Linked DNA regions of Zea mays: region 2 is linked to region 1. A link is a contact called in public Hi-C data. All regions are on one chromosome and are shown on one strand. The core of a region is the stretch at or near the end of the contact, and the rest is flanking DNA. Distances in the headings are between cores, read along the strand shown.

What was found. Hi-C and Micro-C count contacts between places; a contact is called where the count stands out from the background.
Region 2: a contact with region 1 is called in a Hi-C map of tassel, with 5 times the contacts expected there. The contact joins the enhancer-like site here to the promoter of LOC100502485 in region 1. A contact is called at or near these places in 3 of 25 Hi-C or Micro-C datasets (ear, endosperm and tassel).

The regions. Positions count from the first base shown.
Region 1 is chr10:3,262,652-3,269,568 of Zm-B73-REFERENCE-NAM-5.0, reverse strand. It overlaps LOC100502485, which reads right to left and starts at 4,200. Exons shown (of 3, transcript NM_001196963.1): 1 at 4,058-4,200; 2 at 3,394-3,715; 3 at 1,891-3,059. The coding sequence starts at 4,127. The coding sequence ends at 2,918.
Region 2 is chr10:3,518,997-3,525,828 of Zm-B73-REFERENCE-NAM-5.0, reverse strand. No RefSeq gene overlaps it. Among protein-coding and RNA genes, the nearest start is that of LOC103640719, 10 kb to the left of the region's middle. Within about 2 kb of position 1,373, at least 18 of the 20 cell types and tissues checked have an H3K27ac peak or open chromatin away from gene starts, as enhancers often do. A contact at or near this core is called in ear and tassel, where this site is marked.

The DNA of each region.
Region 1 (6,917 bases), core at 2,951-5,450:
AAATTTTATGTATAGCTAGGATCACAAATTAGTTACGAAACATTTTCACATAACAGTATAACACACATTTGTTCATAAGTTATCATGATATTAAATATTTCTGTTGCAACGGACGGGCACCCACCTATATGTGTTTATGTCTACATCTATGACAGGAAACACATCTACTACATCTCTCTCCAAGCTCACATGCTACCATTGTACAATGCGTAGTAGTAGATAAGTATCACCGAGATTCTTGAATTATATTTTTGGATGGAGGTAATATTATTTAAAGAAGAGTTTGCATGCTATTTCTTTTGTTTGAATAATGCATTATACTTAAATTCCCTTTTTTTGCATGTGTGACATTTTTTCTTCGTAATATTTTTTTCCATGGATCAGACTTGTGAGTCATTTTCATAAACCAACGCCAAGCATGAATCCATGTTTCCTACTTCAAACCCCGAACAAACTCCATGAGCAGGAGGCACTCGCGTTGTCATCGCTCATCGATGACGAGAAGAAGCTTGGCGACTGTCAGTTCGATCTCTAAAAGCAGTCTTACGTGGTCGCATGCGCTGCTGTGTACGACAAGTTCCCGCGAAGCCGTCGCTTGGACGCGGTCCAGAGCAGCTGCACCACGTTGTCCATCGTTAAGCAGGGGGGGCTCATGGTTGTCGCCAACATCGATGACTCTCGGGTTGTTCTGGACACCGCATCCGACGACGACGCCATCACGCCGTCCAGCTCATCGTCCACCTAAAGCCCAACCTGCCACGTAAGTCGCTACTGACCGGACATGAATTCTTGTGCGCTGGGAAGATGGACGTTGCTGACGTTGTGTGAGTGTCCTCGAACATGATGTATGTAGTGGAATAGCGCATTTGGTGGTGCAACGGCCAGGGGTACTACCTCGCTGATGAGACCGGGGTGCACTTCGTTTGGCAGCCCAACCAAGAGTCATCGGTACTCGTCATGTCGCGTGCGTTCGATGACTACTATATCAAGGATTGTGGCGTCATCTTGGCGCCGGAGGTGACACAGAGGAGGATCGACAACAGTGACCAGTTCGTCATCCTCGCCACCGTCAGGGTAGCTTTTGTGTCGGCCTGCCTTTAATTCTCTTCGCAAACACATACACACTTACCTTTTTGTTTAAGCAAGAGCATATGGTGGTGCGTGTCTGATGACTAATGATGTACGAGAGAATTTTTCCGGCATGTGTGGAACGTGCTCTCCAATGATGAGACCATACAAATCGTGGCATATATCGAAGTCTGCATGATACTGATGGTTGCAATGTAGTGGTAAAATAACTAGATTAAAATAACCAAATTTATATATGGCTAGGATCACAAATTGATTATGAAACATTTTCTCATAACAATATAACACACATTTTGTATATAAGTTATCGTAATATACTGATATTATATATTCCCGTTGCAACGCACGGGCATTCAGCTAGTTATAGATTATGTATAAAAGAATTGCAAGGACCTTTGTTTAAAAGCGGCGTTCAAAAAAATCCTTGAGCTAGAGAAGACGGAAGACGTGTGCGGCATGACTGTATAGTGAAAAATCGGAAATGTAGTGAAGCATTACTATAATTGTATATGAGATTAGGAGCTCGATCCCTATAAATAGATAAACAGCGTGTCTATCAAATGGGTTGATCATTTCCGAATTTTATATATGATATTATTTCATGTCAACTAAGAGCTTTCGAATGTACATGTCTTTATTATTATACTAGAAAAGGGTGCGCCCTATCGAGCGCCGTACCAATCACTAATGTACAAGATCATCTCAAATTGTATTGTACATTAAAGGGAACCATTTATTATTAATGCGAAATATTCAGATAAAGGAAGGCAATCACAAACAAAATAACGACACGCATATTATCTTGTCTTTTTCTGTAGTATTTTGGAAACTAGTAACTAACTCGCGCCAACGCGAGCGCGAGTATTTGATCGATATGTCTGCACAGTTAAAAGATCTATGTAGTAGATATACAGAAGTAAAATTATATATGAATACATACACGTAGAGAAGTGGATATATACATGCACCAAAGCCATAAATAATGATCTTAGTGACTATAAAATAACGATAAGTTCGAAAAAAATGTAATGAGTTTCTGAAGCTACACAACTAAGAAGGACCAAATTAGATTTGTGATATTTATCTTGAGGTAGAGTGGGAACAAAGGAAGACAATGATGCGTATACACATAAATATACACACAGAGACAACATCCAAAGTTGCAGGTCAACGATCTTAAGTGTAGTACAATTAAAGCTGATATTATTTTATGTGTATTAGATGCATTTGGGTTCAAATTATTATTATTATTATTATTATTATTATTATTATTATTATTATTATTATTATTATTATTATTGTTGTTGTTATTATTATTATTATTATTATTATTATTATTGATAATATGTATAGCACGTACAGACACTAAGACCATCTCCAACAATGACTCAAATTGAAATATGAGACTTTATGTAGGAAAAACTACTTGAACAGTGTCTCATTTTATAAAAATTGGTCAAAAAATTATAGGACACTCTCTCAAGTGTCTCAAATATATTACACTAGAGTGGGCTGCCCTATAATCTAGACTTGAGACTTTACTGTTGGAACAGAATGTTTTGTTGGTGCCCTAAATTCTATAAAATATACTCATTTTTAAATTATATGGTATTTTTATAAGTGTTGGATCTCTAAAAAAGTGCATGGATGAAAAGGTATAGAGGAATATTTTGATTATACCTTTTTTCAAAAGGATGAACTCTGAAAAATTAGTTGTGTCGTTTCTGTACAATGGACCAACTTAAAGCTGAAAGTTTTCTTATGTGTATTAGATGCATTTAAGTTCTACTTATTATTATATTGATAATATGCATAGCACGTACATACATTAAAAAAGTTGCATGGATGAAAAAGTGTAGAGGAATACGTTGATTATACCTTTTTTCAAAAGAGTGAACTCTGAAAAACAGTGGACCGACATGTAGGAGGGTGGCAAGAAAGAGGGATGCATCATGCATCCATCCAAACACCTGAGAGGGGAGAAAAAGGTGCACAAAAAGAAGAGCAAAATACTCTTACTTTAGATTAGCTAACGGCCATCCGTAATTCCGTATGGTAATTTATGTAAGCAAAATACTCTTGCTTATTTTCCTTCTCAGTAAACGATCGGTCATCCATTTACATGGTAATTTACGTAGTAGAAATGTAGAATGGAAGGTGCATATTCTAAGAACATGCATACATTTCTACAGCGACGAAAAAGCCCCCAACCAAATCAAGGACACCCACAGATAAATCTTCCAAAGTAAAGAAGCTAAATCAAGTCTGAAAAAAATAAAGAAGCTAGCGAGGGCCGACATGTACCTTGTGTTAGTGGGGAGGTCGAGGCCGCCGAGCGGGAGGTCGACAGCTGTGGCGGCGGCCGTCGTGGGCACGAAGGGCGTTGGTGTTGGCACCGGCGCCCCCTTCAACTCCGGCGGGGAACTTGTGGCGCACTTGGAAGACGCCCGCAGCCGCGACGCCAGGGTGGAACCAGCCACCAGCAGCAGCAGACGGCGCATCAGCGCATCCTTGCGGCTACACTTGCTTTGGCTTTCGTCGAGTGTGACGGAGGCTCCTCGTCGCAACCTCCAGAACTCTCCCGTCGCTTGGAGGAGCCGAAAAGGCATCCGTATCTGTACGCTGGCTGAAATATGGCTGTAGTCGTTGGACGAGAATCGAACGGCTGAAATTAAAAACACTAACGTGGACAGTTCGAGGAGTGAGCTTTGCGGTCGCGTTTAATATATAGAAACTAGTAAAGTCCGCGTGCCTTGCGCGTGTACTATAACAATGAGTGATGAATCCTGAATCAGCAGCTACCTTAGCACAAACAGAGTAACTTTATTTATTTGATAATAATTTTTAATATATATAAATAAATATGGACCATCTGCTCTTCTAATTGGATAGACATTGATAGAATGAAATTAGTACCGAGATGTCCTAGAAAACGATTCGAGCTCGAGCACAGACAGAGTGCACGCACCTGGACAGTAGACTTGAAGGTCTTTTACCGTTGTGGTCGCCTTCACATTCTTGGAATTGATGTTCTTCATCGCGGATGCTGGGTCCGACTCCGACACTGAGTAACGCCACTTGGGAGCCGGCGAACTCGCCGCAGCTGGCGGCAGGCACCAACGGAGACAGTCCGAGGAGGCCCATGGATGAGGACACGGTAGGGCGAGCGTCGGCATCGATGTCGTTGCCTTCCTTCTGTCCTTCACCACGGGCCATATCACTTTGTCGTAGCGTAGAGAAGGGGACTTTTTTCTTTCTTTCTTTGTAGCAGAGGAAGCGATGCTCGGGTTCCAGAATACTCCATGACTGAGTCGCACGTTCAGCCGGTGACAGCTACGGCAAAGGAAACACAAAACGTTTTCTGCCGTTGAAATGTGATCGTGCGTTCTGGAAAATAGAAGACGACGTGGACACATATGGTGTAAGCTTTGTGTCCAGCTTTAATATATAGAAATATCCCAAACTATGACAAATGCCAAACCGCGCGACAAAATCTCTAACTATCAAATGTTAGCCCATGAAGTAGAGCAATCGCATGCCAAGTGACCTATTTTGATGCAGGTGTGGCACAGTGCCTCATCCTTGCACTCGGTAGCAATGTGCTCAGGCTCTTTGCAGTTCTAGCAAATTGCTTTTGAGGTGCACTCTGCTGCAAAGTGGCTGTAGAAAAAAGGGAGCATAGTTACTGTCCACTATAAACAAAACATTGGAAGAATGAAATCTGCAACAATTATTAAAGTGATACTCTGTACACCAATAAGGGGTGTTTGTTTGGGATTATAATCTGCCCAGATTATATAATCCAACAATTTTTGAACTATTTAAAAATTGTTGGATTATATAATCTGGGCAGATTATAATCCCAAACAAACACCCTTAAATAATAAATGCATCTGATTCCAACAAAAAATGGAACTAGTGCATGCGTGCGGCTATATTATTAGTGTTGCTGGTTTATTTTACCCTAGAAGGTTACAGTTATTGCACGTAACCGCAGATTGGAACACATGCTTCTGTGTTGTGATGGCAGGATGCATGTCCTTCTGTGTCGTATTATGCTCCTCTGCATGACACCTACCAAAACTAACACATAATTAATGATCAAAATAATATTCCACCCTAACAGAATGCCTTTCACTGCCACAGTAAGGTTTTAGTTTTGCACCAGTCTAGGCTATTAATCATTTAGAGCTAGCAAAATTTGGAGTCAGTTCATCGATTTAGAGCCGAAGGCCTAGTACAAGGTGGAGAGTAGCAAAATGATAGTTCAGCAGCAGGCATAGAACCAGGAGAATTCCTTGTGATGTGCACCCGTTGGGTGATTGCCCGATCTTTCGATGAGAGGGTGTGGAATAACTCGATTGGGGGAGGAGACGACGTTCACGGCCCGACTACAGCCTTCCAAAGACGCTGCGCCTTAGCAACCGATACACCACCTCCTATGGCTGTCACGATCTTGTGGAGCGTGACACCCTGGCCACTAGGGCACTCGTCCTGCAAGCAATCGAAGAACTAGCAAGAACAAGTAGAACAAGTACTGAATTACCAGATCTAAATGTAGGTTTAAAAATCAAACTCCAATATGGTGGGGTTCCGAAGACAAGAAGACGGGCGGCTGAACTAGCACGCGCGCTTGCAAGCAAGTAGCGAGAGCTAAACTTGATCTAAACAAAACCCGCTGTTCTTGGTGGCGGCTAGGGGGTTTATAAACATGGGAGGACGACCACAAGGGTATTGGGGTCGTGCTGCAACCCTAGGATGCGTCCCTAATGGACCTAACTTGATATACGACCCATTGGGCCAAAATAGGGTGACGCAGCACCATAGGCAGAAAAGGCAGGAAATGTCTCGGTAAGAAAACAATGATTACGGCGGCCTCAGAACAGATATGACTATAATTCCGGATCCATATGAAAGTAGACTTGATAAGCTTTCCATGTTGTGCTTGAACATTCCAATCCGAGCCCGCATCTGACCGTGGTGACCGTCACAAGTTGGTGTTCTTCTGCAGTCCGAATCCAGCATGTTCAAATCCTTTTCCCTTTCGGTCTTCTCCCTGATTCCTAAGCAAAACAAGAGTGCACGGGTCTCCATGGTCTAAATATGATGGACATGAACTCAAGAGTGTAATCACCTGATGGTTGAGTTGACGAGCACGAGCGCGAGTAATGGGACCAGAAATTGGTACTTGTATTGGTATAGATGCATCAGTAGTGTGGATGTCTTCATCATTCTCCCCTTCTTGCATTTGAGTCGTCCTCGACTCAAGCTCAACTTCCTCTCCCAAGTAGGGCTTTAAATCTGCAATGTTAAATGTGGGGCTAACCCCAAAGTCTGCAGGCAGATCTAGCCTATATGCATTGTCGTTAATTTTCTCTAGCACTTTAAACGGTCCATCGGCTCGAGGCAACAATTTAGATTTTCGTAATTCAGGAAACCTTTCCTTTCTCAAATGCAACCAAACTAAATCTCCAGGTTCAAAATTTATTTCCTTTCTACCTTTATCACTAGCAAACTTATATCTAGCATTCATACGCTCTATGTTTTCTTTAGTAGTTTCATGCAGTTTTAACATCAATTCAGCACGCCTAGTAGCATCAAAATTTAGTTTTTCAGAAGATGGCAAAGGCATTAAATCAATAGGAGCACGAGGCAACAAACCATATACAATCTGAAATGGGCACATCTTTGTAGTAGAATGCAATGATCGATTATAAGCAAATTCAACATGAGGCAAACAGTCCTCCCACATCTTAATATTCTTCTTTAGAACTGCCCTTAACATAGTAGACAAAGTTCTATTCACAACTTCAGTTTGACCATCAGTT
Region 2 (6,832 bases), core at 124-2,623, 260 kb before region 1:
TTTTGGCCACCAGCTTTTTTTTCTTCTTGCCAACAAAATCTACTATAGACTGTCAAACATAGACTGTCAAACGATCAACTTTTCAGTCAGCTTCTATAAAAATTGATTTGGTAAAAAACATCTAAAATTAACATAAACGTATAATCGGTTGAGTCATTGCAATAGTAAGAATCCGTCACTTTCTAGATCCTGAACCCTATAGATACCTTTGTCTTCCTCCGCACGTAATCACAACGATACTTAGATTCTCTCCACCGCAAAAATCGCCCCAGTGGAGAATCTAGCCTAGAATATTGTCGCGGTAATCAGAGTTAGTTTTCCTATATAATATAATTGTTTTGAACTTTAATGGTGTTTTGCTAAAGGATTTATAAATTTTATCGGGGTCGGTTGACCCCGACAAACCCCCTAGATCTACCTCTGACTCTCTTCACAGCTAGATTCTAAAAAAAAAACTGGTCAGAAAAAAGTGAACCAAACAGTCCCTAAATACTCCCTTCGGGAGTAGATGTAACCAGAAACGTTTTTTAGCAAGCCCCACCGTTCCTTCGCATGCGCCCGGGATATTTTCCACCCACCAAGGATCGGGCGTCATTCCCAGACGAGGGCGACGAGAAATGAACGGGATCAACCGAGGTGCAGTTCAGGTGGGGCTTAACCGAACGCATATTTTCTTGTGAGCCAGGATTCTTTCCAGGCGTAAGCGATCCACGAGGATATGTTCTTGATCCCGCCCGGGAACGAGCTAACCGAACATAGCCCCAGATGGGAATTGTATTCCAGCATGATCAGCCAAAACTGCATTCAAAGGAGCCACTATTACACGGAACGCAACTGTAATATCCAACTTTGGAATATGAAAAAGAGGAATAAACCTTTACGTGTAATGCATCTTCATTCATGAGAACTATTAAGAAACCTATTTAAAGTAAATAATTCTTCAAATAAAATGTGCGCCATGTTGGAGTTTATGTGTTGTTGCATCTATAAATAATAAATATAATATTAATGGAAAACATGTTAGTGCACAAATTTGCAATTAAGACCAAATTTACCACTTAGGAAATATAAAGAAAACAAATGGTGTAAAAGGAGAAGGGAAGTGCTAAATAAATATAAAGAAAATATATATGAATAAAATATTCTATCCCTAATGATATTTGAATGTAGGCATTTAACTCAAGTATAAATCTCACAACCGAAACTGAATTTAAATTTGAGAAGCAAAAATAAAAAGAAAACAGAAAAATAAAAAGAAAAGTGTAAACGTGCACCTGGGCTCATTTTCGCTTCTAGCCCACCTCGCTCCCTCGTCCGCGAGGCCCACTAGCCTCTGCGCGCCGCGACCCTGTTATGCGGGCCCGCCCTTAACCGCCGAATCCGCGTAGTTCGGTGACGGCAGCCGGACCACCAGCTGCGCCGCGGTTATAAGACCTGCGCCTGGTTATTCCACCCCCCCTTAACCGCATACACCCTTGTCCACATCGCGCGAATTTGTGCCGCCGGCGGACATCACCATACGGGACAACAGGCCGCCGTCGACCATCCGCCGTCCATGCAGACACCGGGCGCCAGCAGACTGCGTGGGGAATCACCGTGCCGTACCGTGTCCGTGCGGGTTTGGGCACTCGGGATCTAAAGCTGGGAGGCCGTGGGGTTCCTCAACCACGCTCTCCGCCGCCGAGAAGCCTTCTATCGCCGTGAACCAATCTGTCCATTGCCCCGAAAGCCCGGTATGATCCTCCACTCAACTCACCGTCCTCTAGTCATCGCGTAGCAGTTCTTGATTAAGTTTTTGCGCTTTGTGGCGTTAATTCGAACGTCTCCGGTGAGGTCGCCGTCAAGGGGACCGGCGGCGCGGCTGCCAACTCTCGCCGGAGTGAGATGCGTGGATAGCCGTCAGATTGCACGGGAACGATGGAGATTAGAGGGGATGTAGCGATTCGGCTTGGTGATCCACGTCCCTTGGATTGGCTGTGAACGTGTGCGATTAGACTTGGATTGATAAGATCTAGACCACTGGATCATGATCGTGCGGTCAATCACACGTACCGGTTCATAAAGCGCCCAATCTAATCCGAACCATCGGACATGGATCCAACGGCCCAAACGTTTGGATACCCCTTCAGCCGAGCAATTTGGCAAATAAGCCCCTGGGTTTTGGGGAAACCAACCCGTCATCCTCAATAATATACAGATCATTACAACTGAGTCCTTTTTGTTTTAATCTGACCCCTGATCTTTTAGAAAATATGCGGCGCGGTCCAGAATCATAGGAAATTCAGAAAGTCAATTAGAAAATGATTTTTAGTGTTAAAATAATTCCAGAAATTTAGTTAATTCATAGAAAATCCATTCTAGCTCAAGTTAATTCATTCCAATTCCTATAATTTTATAATATTATTGTTTATCAAATAGTGATACTGATTTGACATGAAATCCACTTTAAATTTATTTCCTAATTAATCTTATATCAAGTACATAAAACCTAGGAAATTCGTAGCTCCTCCGTTTGAATTCCGATTTGATTCATTCCAGTTGCGTTAGTTTTATATAAGTATTTACTACGCAGTAACAATATTGAGTATACCATGTCTCATTCTTTTCTATTTAGATCTTTATTTAATTTATGTTGGTTAGACTTGTTAATGTGCTTAGCATTATAATCTACTAAAATATGATCTATGATCAATTTCTAACTTAGATTTAAGTTGAGATAATTATTTATAGAATGACCTTTCATATATCTATACTAACCAAATTATAATATGGTTTAATATTTAAATCACATAGATCTTTTATAAAAATCATAACTCCTTAACCGTAACTCCGATTTTAGTGGTTCTCGTTCTCACGATCTCGTAGCTTCGCGTAGATCATTATTATTCAGTTTTTTCTTATGTTTGTTGTGATGTTAATTTTGTATATACCATGTTTGTTTGTATTGCTACGACTAGCAGTGAGGTCATGAGGATCTGAAGAATCACCCTGTTAACTAGAATGTCAAGTCCGAGGCAAGTTGTGCCGTTGACCACGTTTATACCCAATAATATTCTTTAATGTCATTATTCATGTATAGGTTTAATTTTGATGGGACCCAATAGGTCACCCTAGTCTGTTTATCCATTTTACCTTGTTATCCCTGAATCACTTAGGTAGTTTTGCTATTGCTTTACATGGTTTTGGGATAATATTTCATTATATCCATTTTCCAATTATTTTGTTATTCTATTTATGTTCATGTCAAGATCATTAATGTTAATTGGAACATGGAGCTTAACTTGAGAAACACGTGCCGCCACAAGGTGGAATGGGACGCCCTTGGCTGACTAATTAGGAAAGCTAGTGGAAGACTATCTTACCCGAAAGGGGCAAGGGCAGTAGGGGAGTTGCATGCAAGGAGGTTCTCGGGTTGATTTTGCTGCGATGGCGGTCAAACGGGGGATTGCAAGTGCTCTTCCCATAAACTATAGCGGGTTTTTGGAAGCTAGTGGAACTTTGTAAAGGTCTCGTATTGTTGCCCTGCCTCGCTTCCTTGGTAGAGGTGTATGGGAGTCGCGATCACTTGGCAGATGGGTAACACGACTTGTGGGTACAGGTATAGGTGTACATTTGGGCCGGGCCTGATGGGCCGGCCCGAAGCACGGAAAAAAAGCACGGCCCAAGCACGGCACGACCCGAAATAATTTAGTGTCGGGCCGGCACGACCCGTTATATCGGGCCGGGTTTGTGCCGAGGTCACGACCCATGGGCGGGCACGAGCACGGCCCGTTTAAGGCAGGCACGAAAAGGCCCATATAGAGGCACGAAAAGGCCCATATATTTATTAAAACCACACTTCATTCCACACTTTCATATTGTCGGGGACCATAATTAGGGGTACCCTCAAGACTCCTAATCTCAGCTGGTAACCCTCATCAGCACAAAGCTGCAAAGGTCTGATGGGTACAATTAAGTCAAGGCTCGGTCCACTCAAGGGACACGACCTCGCCTCGCCCGAGCCCAGCCTCGGGCAAGGGCAGCCGACCCCGGAGGATTTACGTCTCGCCCGAGGACCCCCTCGAGCAACGGACACACCTTCGGTTCGATCGAGGCCCAGTCTTTGCCAAGAAGCAACCTTGGCCAAGTCGCCACGCCGACCGACCGTATCGCAGGAGCATTTAATGCAAAGGTGGCCTGACACCTTATCCTGACGCGCGCCCTTCAGTCGACAGAGCCGAAGTGACCGCAGTCACTTTGCCGCTCCACTGACCGGCCTGACAAGAGGACAGCGCCGCCTGCGCCGCTCCGACTGTTGTGCCACTCGACAGAGTGAGGCTGACAGCAGCCAAGTCCGGCCTCGAGCGCCATAGGAAGCTCCGCCTCGCCCGACCCCAGGGCTCGGACTCGGGCTCAGCTCCGGAAGACGACGAACTCCGCCTCGCCCGACCCCATGGCTCGGACTCGGGCTCAGCCCCGGAAGACGACGAACTCCGCCTCGCCCGACCCCAGGGCTCGGACTCGGGCTCTGCCCCGGAAGACGACGAACTCCGCCTCGCCCGACCCCAGGGCTCGGACTCGGGCTCTGCCCCGGAAGACGACGAACTCCGCCTCGCCCGACCCAGTGCTCGGACTTGGGCTCAGCCCCAGAAGACGACGAACTCCGCTCCGCCCGACCTAGGGCTCGGATTTGGGCTCAGCCCCAGAAGACGACGAACTCCGCTTCGCCCGACCCCAGGGCTCGGACTCAGCCCTGGCCTCAGCCGACGGTCTCCGCCTCGCCCGACCCAGGGGCTCGGACTCGACCACGGCCACGGAAGACAGACTCGACCTCGACCTCGGAGGAGCCTCCACATCGCCCAACCTAGGGCGCGGACCGACCACGTCGACAGGAGGCGCCATCATTACCCTACCCCAAGCTGACTCAGGCTACGGGGAACAAGACCGGCGTCCCATCTGGCTCGCTCCGCCAGATAGGCAATGATGGCGCCTCGCACGCTCCCTAACGACGGCGGCTCTCAGCCCCCTTACGGAAGCAAGAGGACGTCAGCAAGGACTCGACAGCCCCGACAGCTGTCCTTCCGCCAGGCTCCAGCGCTCCTCCGACGGCCACGTCACCACACGAACCGGGTGCCAAAACCTCTCCGGCTGCCACGACGGCATGTACTTAGGGCGCTAGCTCTCCTCCGCTAGACACGTAGCACTCTGCTACACCCTCCATTGTACACCTGGGTCCTCTCCTTACGCCTATAAAAGGAAGGACCAGGGCCCTCTTACAGAGGGTTGGCCACGCGGGGACGAGGACGAGACAGTCGCTCGCGTGAGGCCGCTCCCTCCCTCTCCCACGTGGACGCTTGTAACCCCCTACTGCAAGCGCACCCGACCTGGGCGCGGGACGAACACGAAGGCCGCGGGATTTCCACCTCTCTCACGCCCGTCTCCGGCCGCCTTTCCTCCCCCCTTCGCGCTCGGCCTCGCGCCGACCCATCTGGGCTGGGGCACGTGGCGACATTTCACTCGTCGGCCCAGGGACCCCCCGGTCTCGAAACGCCGACAATCGCCGAAGGCCAGGAGCTCTTACAAGAAATACACTCGGGGGCTTGCGGCCATCACGCAGCGTCTCGAGCCCTTGTTGGAAACGCCTTCCGACAAGGTTTCTACTGGCCGACCGCGGTGGCCGACGCCACTAGAATTGTCCGCACCTGCGAAGGGTGTCAGTTCTACGTGAGGCAGACACACTTGCCCGCCCAGGCTCTACAGACGATACCCATCACCTGGTCGTTTGCTGTGTGGGGTCTAGACCTCGTCGGTCCCTTGCAGAAGGCACCCGGGGGCTACACGCACCTGTTGGTCGCCATCGACAAATTCTCCAAGTGGATCGAGGTCCGACCCCTAAGCAGCATCAGGTCCGAACAGGCGGTGGCGTTCTTCACCAACATCATCCACCGCTTTGGGGTCCCGAACTCTATCATCACCGACAATGGCACCCAGTTCATCGGCAGAAAGTTCCTGGACTTCTGCGAGGATCACCACATCCGGGTGGACTGGGCCGCCGTGGCTCACCCCATGACGAATGGGCAAGTAGAGCGTGCCAACGGCATGATTCTACAAGGACTCAAGCCGCGGATCTACAACGACCTCAACAAGTTCGGCAAGCGATGAATGAAGGAACTCCCCTCGGTGGTCTGGAGTCTGAGGACGACGCCGAGCCGAGCCACAGGCTTCACACCGTTCTTTCTAGTCTATGGGGCCGAGGCCATCTTGCCCACAGACTTAGAATACGGTTCCCCGAGGACGAGGGCTTACGCCGACCAAAGCAATCGAGCTAATCGAGAAGACTTACTGGACCAGCTGGAAGAGGCTCGGGACATGGCCTTACTACACTCGGCGCGGTACCAGCAGTCCCTGCAACGCTACCACGCCCGAGGGTTTCGATCCCGAGACCTCCAGGTGGGCGACCTGGTGCTTCGGCTGTGACAAGACGCCCGAGGGCGGCACAAGCTCACGCCTCCCTGGGAAGGGCCGTTCGTCGCCGCCAAGGTTCTGAAGCCCGGAACGTACAAGCTGGCCAACAGTCAAGGCGAGGTCTACAACAACGCTTGGAACATCCGACAACTACGTCGCTTCTACCCTTAAGATGCTTTCAAGTTGTTCGTACACCTCGTTCACACACAAAGTCTAGTCATCAAGGAAGGGTAAGCCTTGCCTCGGCAAAGCCCAACCCTCCCTCGGGGGCTAAAAGGGGGGGAACCCCCTCTGCGTCAAAATTTTCCTCGAAAAAAGTCTTCCATCAAAAAGGCTTCTGCGTTCCCCGGCTATATCTGTAGCAGGACCCCAAGAAGCGAATGAGGGC